Linked DNA regions of Mus musculus: regions 1, 3, 4, 5 and 6 are each linked to region 2. The links are chromatin contacts, called in public HiChIP or PLAC-seq, capture Hi-C and promoter capture Hi-C maps. All regions are on one chromosome and are shown on one strand. Each heading gives the region's core, a stretch centred on a gene start, on an enhancer-like site or on the middle of the called end of the contact. The rest is flanking DNA. Distances are from core to core; before and after follow the strand shown.

Evidence for each region. Promoter capture Hi-C pulls out the DNA fragments that hold promoters and counts their contacts. HiChIP or PLAC-seq counts read pairs in DNA pulled down with a chosen protein or histone mark. Capture Hi-C pulls out chosen DNA fragments and counts their contacts.
Region 1: a contact with region 2 is called in an H3K4me3 HiChIP or PLAC-seq map of bone marrow-derived macrophages, with 2.8 times the contacts expected there. The contact joins the promoter of Ip6k1 here to the promoter of Ccdc71 in region 2. A contact is called at or near these places in 5 of 39 promoter capture datasets (the SN4741 cell line, cranial neural crest, liver and 1 more), 1 of 15 datasets of contacts at CTCF or cohesin (the NIH/3T3 cell line), 1 of 484 Hi-C or Micro-C datasets (B cells), 5 of 115 datasets of contacts at active chromatin or transcription factors (bone marrow-derived macrophages, embryonic stem cells, memory CD8 T cells and 2 more) and 2 of 9 other capture datasets (liver and pancreatic islet).
Region 3: a contact with region 2 is called in a FOXA1 HiChIP or PLAC-seq map of pancreatic cancer cells. The contact joins the promoter of Uba7 here to the promoter of Ccdc71 in region 2. A contact is called at or near these places in 1 of 39 promoter capture datasets (pre-B cells), 5 of 115 datasets of contacts at active chromatin or transcription factors (bone marrow-derived macrophages, effector CD8 T cells, kidney and 2 more) and 2 of 9 other capture datasets (liver and macrophages).
Region 4: a contact with region 2 is called in a capture Hi-C map of macrophages, with 8 times the contacts expected there. The contact joins the promoter of Gmppb here to the promoter of Ccdc71 in region 2. A contact is called at or near these places in 3 of 115 datasets of contacts at active chromatin or transcription factors (bone marrow-derived macrophages, embryonic midbrain and memory CD8 T cells) and 3 of 9 other capture datasets (embryonic stem cells, liver and macrophages).
Region 5: an H3K4me3 HiChIP or PLAC-seq map of bone marrow-derived macrophages shows a contact between it and region 2, with 7 times the contacts expected there. The contact joins the enhancer-like site here to the promoter of Ccdc71 in region 2. A contact is called at or near these places in 3 of 39 promoter capture datasets (embryonic stem cells, hematopoietic stem and progenitor cells and liver), 3 of 115 datasets of contacts at active chromatin or transcription factors (bone marrow-derived macrophages, embryonic stem cells and pancreatic cancer cells) and 2 of 9 other capture datasets (liver and pancreatic islet).
Region 6: a promoter capture Hi-C map of embryonic stem cells shows a contact between it and region 2, with 2.8 times the contacts expected there. The contact joins the promoter of Bsn here to the promoter of Ccdc71 in region 2. A contact is called at or near these places in 5 of 39 promoter capture datasets (the C10 cell line, embryonic stem cells, liver and 1 more), 1 of 115 datasets of contacts at active chromatin or transcription factors (bone marrow-derived macrophages) and 2 of 9 other capture datasets (liver and pancreatic islet).

The regions. Positions count from the first base shown.
Region 1 is chr9:108,001,313-108,004,012 of GRCm38.p6, forward strand. Ip6k1 (inositol hexaphosphate kinase 1) reads left to right here and starts at 1,336. Exons shown (of 6, transcript NM_013785.2): 1 at 1,336-1,510. It overlaps 4930535L15Rik (RIKEN cDNA 4930535L15 gene), which reads right to left and starts at 1,107. Exons shown (of 4, transcript NR_166685.1): 1 at 964-1,107.
Region 2 is chr9:108,459,263-108,461,962 of GRCm38.p6, forward strand. It overlaps Ccdc71 (coiled-coil domain containing 71), which reads left to right and starts at 1,291. Exons shown (of 2, transcript NM_133744.5): 1 at 1,291-1,355. It also overlaps a transcript of Klhdc8b not described here.
Region 3 is chr9:107,974,306-107,977,005 of GRCm38.p6, forward strand. It overlaps Uba7 (ubiquitin-like modifier activating enzyme 7), which reads left to right and starts at 1,262. Exons shown (of 24, transcript NM_023738.4): 1 at 1,262-1,408; 2 at 1,492-1,660; 3 at 1,750-1,884; 4 at 2,001-2,107; 5 at 2,405-2,495; 6 at 2,599-2,700. The coding sequence starts at 1,380.
Region 4 is chr9:108,047,948-108,050,647 of GRCm38.p6, forward strand. It overlaps Gmppb (GDP-mannose pyrophosphorylase B), which reads left to right and starts at 1,317. Exons shown (of 9, transcript NM_177910.4): 1 at 1,317-1,698; 2 at 1,814-1,894; 3 at 1,982-2,030; 4 at 2,168-2,310; 5 at 2,504-2,662. The coding sequence starts at 1,570. It overlaps Ip6k1 (inositol hexaphosphate kinase 1), which reads left to right. Exons shown (of 6, transcript NM_013785.2): 6 at 1-835.
Region 5 is chr9:108,162,540-108,165,239 of GRCm38.p6, forward strand. All of the region lies in intron 1 of Bsn (bassoon), which reads right to left. Among named protein-coding and RNA genes, the nearest start is that of Bsn, 26 kb to the right of the region's middle. Within about 2 kb of position 1,277, at least 52 of the 459 cell types and tissues checked have an H3K27ac peak or open chromatin away from gene starts, as enhancers often do. A contact at or near this core is called in bone marrow-derived macrophages and hematopoietic stem and progenitor cells, where this site is marked.
Region 6 is chr9:108,189,111-108,191,810 of GRCm38.p6, forward strand. Bsn (bassoon) reads right to left here and starts at 1,273. Exons shown (of 12, transcript NM_007567.2): 1 at 934-1,273. The coding sequence starts at 1,148.

The sequences.
Region 1 (2,700 bases), core at 86-2,585, 460 kb before region 2:
GTAGACCAGGCTATCCTCAAAGTCAAGAGATTGGCTTGCTTCTGCCCCTCAAGAGATTGAAGGTGTATACTGCCATGCTCTGCCTAAGAAAAACTCTAAAAATTAGTTTTATATGTATGTGTGTCTGTATGAATATATGCCACATGTGTGCTGGTGCCCATGAAGAGGGTGTTAGACCCCCCATAAAGCTTTGAGCTGGGTGATGTGGGTGCTAGGAACAGAACCCAGGTTCTCTGTGAGAACAGCAAGTACTCTTAACCACTGAACCATCTCTCTTAATGGGGTGTCTATCAAAAGAAGAGTGTTAGAGACTTCAGTTTCAGCAGCCTGAGCGGCTATAAGTGTTTTTTCCTGAGTACTTGGCTTACTCTAAGAGCTTATTAAGTCTGTTTCTTGTTCATCTTCATTTTATAGACAGAGCAACTAAAGAGAAGCTAAAGCTCAAAGTTCTCAGAGTTAGGGCGTTTTGGTGTGGGACCAGGTGCTGTGATGTATCCTAACCTTGAAGCCAAAAGCCCCGGGTTAGGTGTCTACTTATGGAGAACAAGGGATGGTCATTTTCGGACTCATAGTTTGCCTTGGAGATAGATCATGATAGCCAAGGGCAAAAAGACACTGTGTCACAGGAACTTAACGGTGCTCTGAGGCAAATAAGAGCGATCACTATGTGCTGAGACTTGAGCTGGTTGCAGATTGAATTCTTATGCAAAATAAGCCGGGGAAAGGGGAAGCCGAAATCGAAGAGGTAGCACAGACGGCTGTGCCTCGGGACTGGTGAGAGACAACGCTGGGAGACGCTTAGAAAACACTAACTCCGGAGCTAGAAGAGTAGAAGGACCCATCGCCACCACTTCCTAAGACTGTGTGACCTTGGCTCAGGCTCTTTTCTGCGCCTCAGTTTCCTCACCAGTTAACTAGGGACGATCCCAAGCACAGAGGCAGGGGACAAAGCAAATACCGTACCTATGACATTCCCTAAGTGTGTGCGAGAGGATGATAAACGCTGCCAGCTCAAAACCGAAACGATTGCGCAGGTGAGAAAACGAAGGGCTCTCCAGCATCACCCCCATCGCTGCTAAAAGCTCCACTGCTAGCAAACCTGAGAATGGCGCGCATGCGTCAATTCCTGCCGTCACAGTCACGTGCCCCAGGCATTCTGCACGAGAGGCACGCCCTGACTGACGGAACAGTTGACGAATCAACGCGAAGAACTCCTTCAGGCGTCCCAAGAAGAGGCTATTGATTGGAGATAACCTCAGTTAGGGGCGGGTTCTTTGCTGTCCTTGGTTACTATGACGCCCGGCCCCCGCCCCCTCGGCTGGCCGCCATCTTGTTGTTGATCCGTACCCAGTGGGCAGCGCCAGGAGCTGGACCGAGCGGCCGGTGAGGGGCCGCTGCTGCGGGGCTCAGCCACCAGCGCCGCCTGCCAGGGGGGCGGGCCGAGACCTGGAGGCCCGGGGGGCCCAGCTCCCGTGGGGAGCCTTGGGCGCCCGCTGCCCGAGTCGGGCCGGTGAGTGACAGGAGTCGGGCCAAAAGACCCGCCCGACACCCACGGCGAGGGTGGCGGCGGGCGCGGGGTTGTTGCTGGCGCGCGTAGGTAGGGTCGGGACTTGGGGCGAGCATCACTGGAACATCATTCCAGCATCCTGGTTGGCCTTCCGCCGAGCCTCCCAGATGTTGACACGGAGGCTGGGTGGGCAGCCCGGGTGGAGGTCGGAGAGCCCTGAGCCCTGGGACCGGCCGGCGGGGTACCGGGAAACCTGCCTTTCAGACCGAATCCCTGGGTGCCTGAGAGCCGGCGTGCTGAGACGTGGTTGCTGCCAGCTCGTTCTCCCGGCCGTAACGTTCCTCCAAATCAGCGATAAACGTTACGTCGCTCTTAAGATTTCATACTCCTGCGAGTAAATTTTCAGGCCGCTTGAGACTAAGATGAGACGAAACAGGCCTAAAATGCCTTCTGAGCCAAGGAGGGTGGTATCGGGGCCCTGTGCTTTTGGTAGGGCTATGATCCTCTGCCTGGCATCACCGAGATCCCTCGGCGTCTTCCGTGCTCTTCAGGGCTCACTGTTTACTGCTTCTTGAAGAACCTAGCTAAATGTCCACAGTGGCAGAGTTTTATTTGGGGTATAAGTTGTTTGGTGCTCGACTTGGAGTATGTGGTTTAGGAGGATAAGGATGATGATGATTTGATTAATTTTGTCTCTTAAAGAGACAGTCCGTTAGGAGACGTAGGAGTGTTGGGACTATTAAAAACAAAAACTGAACTAGGGTATGGGAGCTCATGCACTAGGCTGAAGGAGGAGGATTGCCATGGGTTGCGGGCGGGCCAGGCAGAGCTACCTAGCAAGACCCTGTCTGCAGACAAAAGCAGAGCTGAAAGCTGTTGATGCTTGATGAAAACAGCGAGTCAAGCTTAGAGTCAAGATGGAGGCGGGGCTGGCAATCCCCAAAAGAGTATGCAGCTCTAGAAAGGGTCCTGGCTGCTGTAAATCACATTTTTACCCAGGGTCCCTTAGGTTCGCCACACAGGTGTCTTGTATGTTGTCGTCATATGAAACCCACAAAAGACGATTAAGGAGGCCAAGCAGGAGGTGTGCTCGTAATGTCTGTTAGGATCATGCCTCCTCTGAACGTTTAATTTTGGGAGAAACCAGCACCCTGGGCTGGAGATGATACCTTTGGGAGACTGGGCTGAATGCA
Region 2 (2,700 bases), core at 41-2,540:
CTTGGCTACCCAGAAACTGTCAGGAGTCTCCTGTCGGTGCCAAAGCTCTGAGAAGTAAACAGGCATCAAGTGAGGCCTTGGGTATTGATGGGTGGTTGATACTTATCTTTAAAGATGACAGATCCCTCTACATAGGCTGGGAAACACAGAACAGCTAAGGATCTTTCAGTCGTACAAAAGAGGAAGAAGGCTAGTATCCAGCTCCCACATGAAGCACTTCAAACACCCTTGTCTACCTACCCCAAACTCTTAGACAGGTCCAGATGCCTTCACTCCCTCATCCATGAAACCAAAGCTTTCCTGATGCCTCCTAAACTGGACTAGGAAGCATCTGACAAGGGGGTCCTTTCCTTAAAGCTGTGAAGCCAGGCATGGCAGCACATGCCACCTTTGATCCCAGGAATCCAGGGCTATGTAGGGATACACTGTCTCCAAAAAGGACAAGGTTTGGAAAATATGCTGACTGTTCATCTGAGGTCTCAGATTCCTAGAGTTAGTTTTAACCTGTGTCCTCAAATACTGCTGAGGAGAGGGCTCTGTAACTAACCATCTTGTGTTGTCTACAGGACATAGGTAGGACTGAGTTTGCAATCTCTTTGCCAACAGAGCCAACGGATTCTGGGCACTGTAACGACTGAAAAGTGTTACTTTGTGCCATTCGAGGTGCTTTGGCTGAGCCAGATCTTGGCACTCCACTGTGTATACATACCTGAGCAAGTATATTCAGGCCCACATTGATGTACTGTGACTTACAGACTGGCCATCTACAGCCCCAGGCTGCTGTGTATTACTTGTGCCTACATGTATATACCAGCTTTTCATGCAGTGTGCCAGGGTTAAGCCCATTCTCAGGAGAGGAGCGCCTGCTACTCTTTCAGGAAGTACTTGTGTGGTGAAACAAGGGGACTTTCCTGAGATAATCCCTGTCAGGCACACTCTCTTCTGATCAGGTGCCAGAGAAAGAGTAAGGTCCTGGGGTGTAGAATAGCATAGAGCTTGCCAGGAGTCACTTTGACTCCTATATTACCAGGACATTTTAGAAAAGTGGTCCTTAGTCCAATCCTGACTGGGATCCTGTGACTTTTGCCTTCTATGTGCACAGGCTCCCATACTGGATCAGATAGGTTTGGACTTGTCACCTCCGAGGCCACCCCCTCCAGGCAGCCCTCCGAAGTACTCAACCTGCTCCGCCCCCAGACTTGGGGGGGGAGGGGAGAGTTCTAGGGGTCAAGGGTCACCAGGCGGGCTAGATCCCGGAAGCGGAAGCACGGTGTACTTCCGGCGCGCAGCAGGCGGCCATGTTGGAGCGGCGGAGGCGGCGCAGAGGTGCGTCCTGGGTCCCCGCGGCGGCGCCGGTAGGTTGGAGCCGCGGGCCTAGCGGTGGTGCGGAGTGGCTGCCCATGAGGCCACAGGGCGGCAGGGCGAAGGGACTGGGTGGCCGGCCCTTCCGGGATCCTCATTTTCCCAGGGCTTGGCCGAGACACCCCACCCCTACCCAGGACCCCACCCTGGGGGTTCTGAGGATCCTGTCGGGCGACCACTGCCCACCTTACACATTTCGCCGCCGCCGTAACCCCGACTCCCCGTCGCCGTTCAGGCCCCGGGGCCTCGGTCTCCCCGCCTGAGGGCCCCGATCTGCCCCTGATCCCAGTCCGCCCGATTAGTATGCCCGCCCCCAGTCTTCTGTCAACTTCCTGTGCTGGCCCCAAAGGAATGTGTGAAGGCAAAAGTCAGCCTGGCTGCAGCCTCTGTTTACAAAGCTTCTTGAGAGCCAAGAAGCACCCTCCCTCCCATGGGCTCAGAATGACCTAGGCAAAGAGCCCCTTGGTCCCCGCCCCGTAATATGAGCGCCGGAGGTTTGGGGTGGGAGGTAGGTCGTCCCCCTCTGTCCTACAGTTCATAGCCCACCCATTCAAAACATAAATAAATAAATAAATAAATAAATGAAAGCATTAACTTGGATTGTACTTGAAGAGCATCCTCTGGGGAGGGGAAGTGCCTCAGACACCTGAGGATCCAAGAATGTTTCCAAACAAAGAGCCCCAGGGCACTTTCTCCGGGGAGTCTGAGGACTGTGTGTCTGCTTCATTAGAGCTGTGCAGAGCGGCGGCACAGACGGGCTCCTAGACTCCAGGGACCTGTCTCATCCCAGCTGATCTTTTAACGCTCCGGTGCAGCTGGGGAATTTACCTTTTGACTCGGGAAGCCCTCAGATGCTGCGTTGGAGTGCTGGGTGTAACTTCTGAGTGACAGCCATGGCTTCCTTAAGGAAGCATAGGACGATTTGAGTGGTCCCAGACAGCTGCATCTGTTGGGACCACTAACATCTAAGGTCTGTTGCCTTTTAAGCGCTACGGCTTGGCCTACCTTCCTAGTTGGAATCTTTCCCTGTCCTTTGTCGTCAAACCTTGAACTCCTTGGTCTCGTTGCCTGGTCTCTTGCTTGCCTTAGAGATGTTTGCAACTGTCTTTTTTTTTTGGGCGGGTCTGTGTCTTATATTGGGTTTGAACTCCAAGACTAGAGCTAGGAATCAGGTCACTGAGTATCCTGTCTATAGACTCTGGTAAGGAGATGAGCCACCCCCTGCACTGGAACGTTGGCAGTTGGATGAACAGTGGTGGGGTGGACATCAGGTGGTGTAAGTCTGGGTCTTTGGGCCTATGTTCAAAGGCCTTAGTCTGTCTTCCTCAGCTACAGCCT
Region 3 (2,700 bases), core at 12-2,511, 480 kb before region 2:
AAGCAAACAAACAACTCAACTGGCTGGTGATGGTGCGTGTCTTTAATGCCAGCACTCAGAGGCAAAGGCAGGGGAATGTCTGAGTTCGAGGACAGCTTGGTTTACACAGAGAAACCTTGTCTTTAAAAAAACAAAAACAACAAAAACAAACAAACAGTAGCAAGATGGATCTAGTGCCTTCGAGCCTGCTGTGGTGACAGCAACTACTTTCTTATTGGAACTGAGCCCACTCCACAGGAGGGAGAGAATTCATGTCTGGTATTATAAACCTGATCCAAAAAAAAAAAAAAAAAAAAAAAAAAAAAACAGTGATTGGGTAGGTCATAGGCCCTCATGGTAGAATGACAGTCATGTTAGTGACCTTAGCGCGGGGCCACTGTGGGCTTTTATCAGAGAGGCTTCCTTTTGTGGAGGGCAGTGGTGCCTGCAGGGACTCATAACCGGTCAGTGTGTAGAGAAGTGACCTGAATGTTCAGCCCTAAAGGAACATCTCGATCTGCTCTAGCCAAGGCTCAGGGAACGCCATGAAAAACAGGACGCGATAGCTTTAGAAGTGGAGGATGGAGTCTTTGCAGAACATGATCTTCTGGCCACAAATGGCTGTTGTGCTCTTGAACTCACAGTAGTTGTGACCTGCACAAGATCTGTACAAAATTTGGGCTTGTGAAGCATCCTATCATGGGAGGAACAGGGACTCATGAGGCCTCGCCCCTCCAGGAGGGTGAGACATTTTCTTTAGTTCTGTAACCACTGATAAGGTGCCCCTGGCTTCCATAAATAACCTCTCGCCCATCCTCTTGTATGAAACGTCTGCAAAACTCACCAAGTCACCAAGAGGAACAGCAAGAGTGGGAGGAGGATAGAGAAGCTAACAGATGAATATGATCAAAATGTACACGTATAAAAGTGCCATAACGAAGCACATTATTATGTGTAATTAATATATGGTGATGGAAAACACACCCACAAATACGCATGAACACAGCAACACCCTGTGTTATTTTCACAACTTATTGTGAGTCTACAGTTATTTCAAAACAAAAGTTTAAAATATATATGTGACACATGTCTTCATTTTGTGGCTGCCTGAGCTTCTCATTTCTCAGGTCTGACTCAGAGAGTCACTGGCCTCTTGTAACACTGGGACTTATCCAAGCGATAAACCCCAGTTGGCCTGCAGAGCACTGATATCTGTCCTCATTCACTGGGAGGACCAGGAACCAACTCAGTCTAGTTTCACTTTTGGTTTCCTGAAATCATAGAGGAAGCAGAAAGAGAGCTGTAACCAGCAGCAACCAGCGCTTTGGGGCCTGTTTGCCTTGTTTTCCTTGCCCCCTCCTGTGAGCCCTACAGCCTCCTCTCCAGCCCCACGACTGAGGATGGATGAAGAGTTATACTCCAGGCAGCTGTAAGTCTCAAGGTGGGATAACCAAGTCGGGTGGCTTCCAGACCTTTGGTCCCCAGCTGCCACCTCCTTCTTCTTAACCACAGGTATGTACTGGGCCTGCCTGCTATGCAGAGGATCCAGGAAGCCAAAGTCTTGCTATGTGGCCTGCAGGGTCTGGGAGCTGAGGTGGCCAAGAACCTAGTCCTTACAGGTGTGGGCAGCCTCACCCTGCATGATCCCCATCCCACCTGCTGGGCTGACTTGGCTGCTCAGGTAAGAGTTCTTGGGGGTCTCTATGCTGCCTCCCAGAGCAGAGGCCAAAGGGGAGTCTCCTTGATCAAGCTGCACTGAGCTGTCCTTAGTGTTTCCTTTCAGAAGAGAGCTTGGGAAGGAACAGGGCTGAGGCCTCTCAGGCGCAATTGGCTCAGCTCAATGAAGCTGTCCAGATCTCCGTCCACAGTGGCGACATCACTGAGGACCTACTGCAGGGTTTTCAGGTGCTTTCCCCAGAGCCACTTTGCATGCTAGCCTAGTACCTCCCTCCTGCCCTTAACGGCAGAGAGAAGGTGGCGAGTGATTCCGGGCCTGCTGATCAATCACGGTGTCCATCTAGGTAGTGGTGCTGACTGACTCCAAGCTGGAAGACCAGCTGAAGGTGGGACCTTTGTGTCACAAGCATGGAGTCCGCTTCCTGATGGCTGAAACCCGGGGCCTTGTGGGGTGAGGAGACTACCTGTGTACCCCACCACATCACTGCCAGCAATTGGTCCTAATGCCTTGCCCAGCCCTTAGCTTGCCCCATCCTCCCCGACTCAGCCTAGAGCTTACAAGGATGCTCTGGACTACAGTCTTGCCCTTGTTTCTCCACCTCAGCATGCAGACCTGCTTTAGTGCACCCTGCATGCCCAAACCAAAGTCTCCACAGCTTTCCTATAATTCCTTCCCCTTTGGGCCTGTCCTAGTGCCCCCTACTCACAACTAATGAGCTTCCTCAGTAACTTCCGCCACCCACACTAGGCGGTTATTCTGTGACTTTGGTGAGGACTTCACAGTTTTGGACCCTACTGAGGTAGAACCCATGACAGCTGCCATCCAGGACATCTCTCAGGTGGGTGCTCAGATGTAGAGGTTTCCCTGATGTCCAGAGAAAGGTGCCAGGGCCCGTGGAAGGTAGGTACAGGCACTCTGAAGACAAGCCATCTCTCACTCAGGGTTTCCCCGGCATTGTCACCCTGAGAGGAGACACCAAAAGACATTCCTTCCACGATGGGGACTTGGTGATTTTCTCAGACATTGAAGGCATGGTTGAACTC
Region 4 (2,700 bases), core at 67-2,566, 410 kb before region 2:
AGGGCCTCACTTTTCAGCACTTTTGATATCTGGAGGCCCAGCTCTGTTATCTGATAGGTGGTGGCAAGTGTGTGCGAACACTTTTACCACTGCTCTTCTGCCTGTCCCAGGCTAGAGCCCTGTCTTTTTCCTGACAGGTCCTGCCTTCCCAATCATCAATTTGGGACCAAAGTGCAACTAGGGATCATGGGTTGGGAGCTCACATTACCCCTTTCCATTGTATTTCCCGGGCCAAGCCCATACCAGCCCGGGGAGATGGGTGGGAGTGAAATGGGATGGGTGCTGCTGGAAGAGGAAGGGACCAGTAGAGCAATGTCCTTGCCTGGGATTCTACCCCTCTCAGCTGTGGGCCGTGCAGTGGTGTGGGGATTCATTCTCTCCTAGGGGCAAGGGACCTGGGCTCGGACAGTATCCGTTCAGTATCCGCTGCTCATTCGCTCACATCTGGCCACGTGCACGTTCCCTAGATGCAAACTGCTTTGAACTTTACAGCTATATAAGTTGGTTGTGTGTGTGTGCTCATTTTAAAAACTACATTTTAACGAGGAAAAAGGAGAACCTGGGGAAATTTCCTTTGCTTCTGTGGAGGAAATGTAAGACTTGGAATTCTGGAAATTGTTATCTGCTCCTCTTTCCTGGAAGCTACACACCCTAAGACCTGCGCCTGGATGCATACGTGGCTCCACTGGCGCTTAGGCGCGCTTGCATTTTCCCCAGGTCTTCTGTGTGGTGGAGAGGAGTGCTTGGCCCAAGCCGGCCCTTTTCTGTACACCCAGCGCTATCCGCCCGCTTGTGTCTGGTCGTATACGTCAAAATAAAGCCTCTAGAAACTGAACTCTGTCCAAGTCTGTGTGAAAACTTCATCGCCTCCGGTTGGGCCGACATGGCTAGTCTAGGGATCGGGCTGAGCTGGGTCGGGACAGGTGCAGCGGGACAGTGCTGACACTGGGGGTGGGGGGTCGGGGGAGGCAGCACGGGAGGGGTTGGATATAGGGGTCAGAGCAAGTGTTGAGGGGCGGGGTCATCAGGGCGAACCTGGAGTGGCCTTTGGGGGGGTAGGCGGCGTCGGCGGGGCGGGGCGGGGCGGGGCGGGGCAGATGGCAGCTGCCGCGTGGCGGACTGGGTTCCGATAGGAAGCTAAGCCTCCTCTTTCGGTTCCGCCTTTAGATCCGCCAATGGGCATCTGACTCGCGAGTTCTCCGGGTCCCCATGGCAGCCCAGGGCGTTGGAAATCTAATTGGCTACGTCCGCCGCAGCGTAAAGTCTGACGCTCGGCTGCGGGCGGCCCTGCCACGTAGATTGGCTCTCCCTGTTACGTCACTGGCTGCGCCGCCTCCGGCCGGAACTCCGGACCAGCCGGTCTCCAACCAGTTCCTCGTCTTCTGTTCTGGCTGATCCTGGACCCCACATCAGGGTAGAGCAGGGGGGCGAGGTGACACCAGAGTTGGTCAGTCTAGTTGGTGAAACGTGCAGGTCAGGGCACGGCGTTGGGAGTGCGCGGCAGGGGTCGGTCAGGCGGCCTGTAAGTACTTTGGACCGATAGATCCACTTCTAACATCTGCAGACGCCATGAAGGCACTGATCTTGGTGGGAGGGTATGGGACACGGTTGCGGCCGCTGACGTTGAGCACTCCGAAGCCATTGGTGGACTTCTGCAATAAGCCCATCTTGCTGCATCAAGTGGAGGCGCTTGCTGCGGTAAGGCCGTGGGTCTGTTATGGCGGGAAGAGGGATGGATAGTGACTGGGAGGCCAGGGGTGGTCATACCTTGTGACTGAGCCAGTCAACTAGCACACCTTATTGTGTCTGACAGGCAGGTGTGGACCACGTGATCCTGGCAGTGAGCTACATGTCACAGATGTTGGAGAAGGAAATGAAGGCACAAGAGCAAAGGGTGAGGCATGGACTTAGCCCTTTCTTTAGGTCCCTGGGGCTCTTACCATTGGAGGAGGAACATAACCAGATGGCTTCTTCTTTCCAGCTTGGAATCCGAATCTCTATGTCTCATGAAGAGGAGCCTTTGGGGACAGGTCAGTATAAGGAAGGCCCTTGGGCAAACTTTAGGGCCAGCAAAGAGGTATCCAATCTGGGCGGATGGGTGGGGCCTCTGGAGTCTGGACCTAGGCCCCTAGCAAGGTGGTAACTTATGACTTGTCCCCTTCTCTAGCTGGGCCTCTGGCGTTGGCCCGAGACCTACTATCTGAGACTGCCGACCCTTTCTTCGTTCTCAACAGTGATGTGATATGTGATTTCCCCTTCCAAGCCATGGTGCAGTTTCATCGGCACCATGGCCAAGAGGGCTCCATCTTGGTAAGAGAAGATTTCCTCTGACATTCCCACCCTCACATGGAGTCTTTCCTGACCCCTGGTCTTAAACTCTGTTTTGCTACAAAGCTATGCAGAATGTCTTTGGGGGAGAGCCTTTGAGATGTGGGATAGGCATATTTATCAAGAGTAAAGAAAACTGGACTAGGCCTAAGGTACCCTCCACCTCTATATTCAGGTTACCAAGGTGGAAGAGCCTTCCAAGTATGGTGTGGTGGTATGTGAGGCTGACACAGGCCGCATCCACCGTTTTGTTGAGAAGCCACAGGTGTTTGTGTCCAATAAGATCAACGCAGGCATGTACATCCTGAGCCCTGCTGTGCTGCAGCGCATCCAGGTGTGTAGGAGAGAACTGCTGGGCGGGCTGGGGTGGAG
Region 5 (2,700 bases), core at 27-2,526, 300 kb before region 2:
TGTAAGAGATCTACAGCACACACCTCACAAACACCTGTTAACTCCAGCTTCAGATGATACAGTGTTCTCCTCTGGATTCCATAGTGATCTGCATTCACACGCACACACAGATACACAAGCATACACATACTCAAAAATAATAAAGAGAAATAAAGAGAAAACCAGTTGGTCAGATACCAGGGAGGGAGCCAGTAAGCAGCATTTCTCCATGATTTCTACTTCAGTTTCTGACTTCTCTCAGTGATAGACTGGAAATGTAAGCAGAAATAAGCCCCCTTCTCCCTATGTTGCTTCTGGTCATGGTGTTTATCACAGCAGCAGAAAAGTAGTTAATACACTCTGCAAGTGTTCCATCAACTGAAATTCATTCTGGCCCTTCCTTTTTACTTAGGATCAAAAAGGATTCTCTTTAAGTTGCTCAGGCTGCCCTTAAACCAACTCTATGGCTCAGGCAGGCCCTGAACTTGAGATCCTCCTGCCTTCGGAGTCCCAAGTATCTGGGACTATAGTCCTGACCCATCAGGGCTGGATGGGGTCAATGATATCTCAAATAACAAACACACAGACAGCTGAGCGTTGTGGCGCATACCTTTAATCCCGGCACTCAGGAGGTACAGGAAGGCAGATTTCTGGGAGTTCCAAGCCAGCCTGGATTACATAGCAAGTTCCAGGCCAGCCAGGGCAATATAGGATCCTGATTTAAAAATAATAGGACTGGAGAGATGTTCCAGCAGCTAAGAGAACATACTATTCTTGCAGGGACCCAAGGTCACTTCCTGGGACCCAGGCTGGGGAGCTCAGCTCACAACTACTGTAACTTCAGCTCCAAAGGATCAGACACCTGTGGCCTTTGCAGGCTCCTGTCTTCACACAGAACACCCCCCCCACACACACACACACAAATATGTTTGTTTACACATTATTAAGAATAAAATATTTAAAAATAAATAAATACATCAAGTAAGCTTAAAAATCTGTAGGAAAGCCGGGCATAGTGGCTCAAGCCTTTAATCCCAGCACTTGGGAGGCAGAGGCAGGCAGATTTCTAAGTTTGAGGCCAGCCTGGTCTAGAGAGTGAGTTCCAGGACAGCCAGGGCTACACGGAGAAACCCTGTCTCGAAAAAAAAATCTGTAGGGAAAAGGATAATTGTTAATGAAGTCAAAATGAAACCGTTATCTGATTAACAAGATTAACAAGAAGGCAGAACCTAAGACTTAGCAGGAAGAACATAACTGCGATCACAGATCGCCTTACAAGAAACCACAAAGGGAGAGACCGAAAGCAAAGGACACCAGCAGTCAGTCTAGTCTGCACACAAAAGCCTGAGGGAGCCACAGTGTGCAGGAGAACGTGTGACCACAAAGGCCTTTCACTTTCTTAACTGATTTGGGAAACAATCGAGTAAGATAAAACACTTATATATGTCAGGATAGTAGAATCTAGACAGAATTATATGCAACATATTGAAATACCAAAGGCACAGTAGACAAAAGGGAAACAAGCCACGGGAAACAGTGGGGAGTAGAGACAGCGATGGAAAGGCCGTTATACAACCTCCCGAGTGTGTGCCTGCCTGCTGCCCTTTATCTCTTAGCGTGTAAAGGAGAACATACGAGGTTGTCTGCAGCACAATATAAAGTGACAGCTATAACTTTATAATTATGATGTGTTTTCCATTTGTAACATGATACAGAACAATAATAGCGTAACACGGGAAGAACGCAGGTGGGTATGGAGCCAAGTGTCTACTCTCAACGTTTTTCTCGGTGCGGGATCAAACCCAAGGCCTTACACACAGTAGACAAGAACTAACACTGAGCCACATCCTTAGTCCACATCACTAAAATGAAATTAGCATAAATCTGAAGTAGATCCTGGGTCTGGCTAGGTGGCATACACCTTTAATCCCAGCACTTGGGAGTCAGAGGCAGTTGGATATCTGTAAATTCAAGGCCAGCCTAGTCTATCTAGCAGTTCCAGGCTGGCTGAAGCTATATAGTGAGACTCTATCTCAAAAACAAATTAAGTCTGAAGTAGAGGGTTTTTTGTTTGTGTACTTATTCAAAACAGGGTCTCATCGTGTAGCCCTGGCTGTCTTGGAACTCACTCTGTAGACCAGGCTGGCCTCAGACTCACAGAGATCCACCTGCCTCTGCCTCCCAAGGTCTGGAACTAAAGGTGTGTGCCACCATGCCTGGCCTGAAATAGATTCTAAAATAATAAGACGTAGATTGTAAACCCTAAATAATTTAAAAACATGCAATTACAATGTTATACTAGAAAATGTCCACTTAATACAAAGTGAGGCAATAAAAGTGGAAGAAATAGATAAGAAAGCTTGAGACACATAAAAAGCAAAAGGCAAAATGCACTGCAAATCCAACCATATCAGGAATTAGATTACATGATCTTATCCAAAGTCAGAGATCATCAAACTTGATTGAGAAAAAGAGATACAAGTATTATCCACGAGAGACATTTTTAGATGCAAAGAAAAAAACCCAAAAAACAACAACAAAAAAAAAACCAAACAGGTTGAAGATTTTTTGTTGTTGTTGAGATGAAGCCTTGCTCTCTGTCTCTGGTTGGCCTAGAACTCACATCTAGGCCAGATTCTCCTTGAACTTGTGAGAGATCCCTCTGACTCAGCCTCCCAAGCAGAATTATTACTTAATGGGAAAAAACCGTCAAGTGACCAC
Region 6 (2,700 bases), core at 23-2,522, 270 kb before region 2:
GGGGACGATACTCCCCAGGCCCAACTGGTGTAAAAATAACGCCTTCCGTTTTACCCTGTCATCTCTTGGTAGTCTTGAGTCGGCTGACACAGGCCAACATTCACATCCTCCGCCTTCCATGCCACTTGTTTTTGCAGAATCTGGGTTTGGCAAACCCTGAAACAAGCTGGGCTCAAAAATATTTGGCCAGATCTATTTGGTTTAAACCAGTCTATGTGGATTTTGGCTTTCCCACTGGCCGGAGGTGTTGAGCTAAATCATTAAGCCATGAGTTCATATCTGGTGGGAGGTAATTCAATAGCGTTTTCTGCCTCACCTGAAAGTGTTCACAAACCCTTGACGAAAGCACATGACCGCGAGTATTATAGGGCCTGATAGTATCCGGTGGGCAATTTTCCTTTCCTCAGAGACAGTGACAGGCACGAAATGCTTGAGGAAAGCAAAGGACCAAGTTCATGGCTCAACTATTCCCATCTTTCCCTATTCCTAGCAGTGACACTTATCTTCCCTGACAGCCACTCCCATTGTGCTCTTTCTCGACCCAACACAATGGACATATGCAGACGCTGGCAGACAGGGAGGATGTCTTCCATCCCATTGCTCCCCTGTGCAGAGGGACCAGACTAAGGTTACATAAGCCCCTCCTGAGCTGTTGGGCCCCTGCGCTATGGGGAAGAGAATTGGGGGATTGTGACGAAGTCACGGTCTGCAGGCCCTGACTAACCCTGTACTCACCATCCTGTCCTGTCAAGGCGGGGCGGCTGGAGAACCTAGGGTTGCCCACCTTGACCACCCAGCTCACGCCAATCTGGCAGGATTCGCAGTGCAGGCAGACCCGAACCTGCTGTCCACTAGATCGTGGGATTCCAGGCCCCGGCCCCAGATTCGGACCACAGCTCCCTGCCCCCCAGGAGCCCAGACGCGCGCTCTTACCTGCCCGGGCCGGGGCCGGGGCCAGGGCCGGGGACCGGACCGAGACCAGGGGTCGGGGGTCCCGCCGCTCGCGCAGCGCCAGCCACGGGGAGCTGTCCGCCGCCAGCTAGTGCTGAAGGCGGCTTCCCTGCTCCGGGGCCCGGACCCAGACCAGAGCCTCCGGGCGGCAGCGGCCCTTCGCCCGCGCCGCCCTCCAGGCTGGCCTCGTTGCCCATGGTGGGCAGGCGGGCGGGCGGGGTCGGGGTCGCACTGCGCCCGGGCCGGCGGCTCCCGGGCGGCGCTCACACTCTCCGCTCCACCGCAGCTGCCGCCATCTCCCAGCTCGGCTCGCACAGCCGCCTGCTGCTGCGCATGCGCGTCGCGCGCGCTCCTGCCCTGCACACGCCCCCCCCCCTCCCCGCGCGCGCTCACGCCAGCCCGCGAAGACTCGTGTCCACGCACCAGCCTCGGGGTCGCCGGGAAAAGGCCTCCGGAACCCGCGCATGCGCCCTCCGCAGCCAACGCGGCCGGCGGGTGTTGAATGAAGGCCGGCGGCCTCGGGTGGCTGGCTGCAATCTGCTGGACCACTTTGGAGGTTCACTAGACCTTAGAAGCGACTAAGAGCCTTGAGTGGTGGCCTACGTCTGTAATGCCAGTCAATAGGAGATTGAGGCAGGAAAATCAAGGTCATCCTTAGTTACGTAGTGAGTTCGAGGCCAGCCTACACCAAACCATTTTAAAAGAAAAAAAACCGGGCCAGCAAAAGGGACCAATAGGTAAAGATGCTTGCTCCAAGTTTGATGCTGTGAGTTAGGAGCCCACATGGTGAAAGGAAAGAACCGACTTCCACGTTGTCTTCTGCTCTCCACATCCTCCCATTCCGTCAGCTATACACATACACAAATAAAAATGTCTTCCGTTAAAGTATAGTCTAGAGAGATGAATTAGCAGTTAAGAACTTTTATTGCAGCCGGACTTAATGGCACACGCCTTTAATCCCAGGATTTGAGAGGCAGAAGCAGGAGGATCTCTGAGTTCGAGGCCATCCCGCTCTGAGAGAAAGTTCCAGGAGAACCAAACTACACTGAGAAATGCTGCCTTAAACAAACAAACAAACAAACAAACAAATGACATGATTTTTAAAAAGGGAGAGAGAAGAAAGAGGGAGAGAGGGAAAGGAAAAAGAGAAATAGACAAAAAGAAAAGGCAGGGGAAAATGCCACAAGGTGGCATAGCGCTGTCCACGGCCTGAAATCTGGCACTTTCTATCCATAAGGACCATACATCGTGGTACACACCTTTCTTCCGAGCGCGTGGGAGCAGAGGCAGGCAGATCTCTGTGAGACTTCAGGCTTATCTATATAGCATGTTCTGGGGCAAGCTATTGTGAGATATAGCAGGAGGCTGTCCTGGTAGGTAAAGCATAGAACAGGCTCTGTGAGAGACTTGCAGGATGCAGATGAATGGGAGTCTGTTCAGAGGTGTAAAGTGATTGAGATGTTGGGGCCAGACCGTCAGGGGCTGGATATTGCTGTGGGGAAAACCAAATAGTAGTGAGCATCGTCTGGGATTCATACTGAGGCTGAGTCCCATAGACCCAGAGTCTCGGGAAGCACCCAAGGGAGAGAGGGTGTACAGAGTCAGGTGAAATTGGGGCCAGAGAAGAGAAGTTATTGGTGGCCTTCTGCTGTGGCCCTCGGGGACTGTCCAGAGGGTTGTAAATTTCCCTCATTAGCCTGAGACCTTAGTAAACTTTCTCGTCCTCATTTGAAGGGAGGAAAGAAAGGC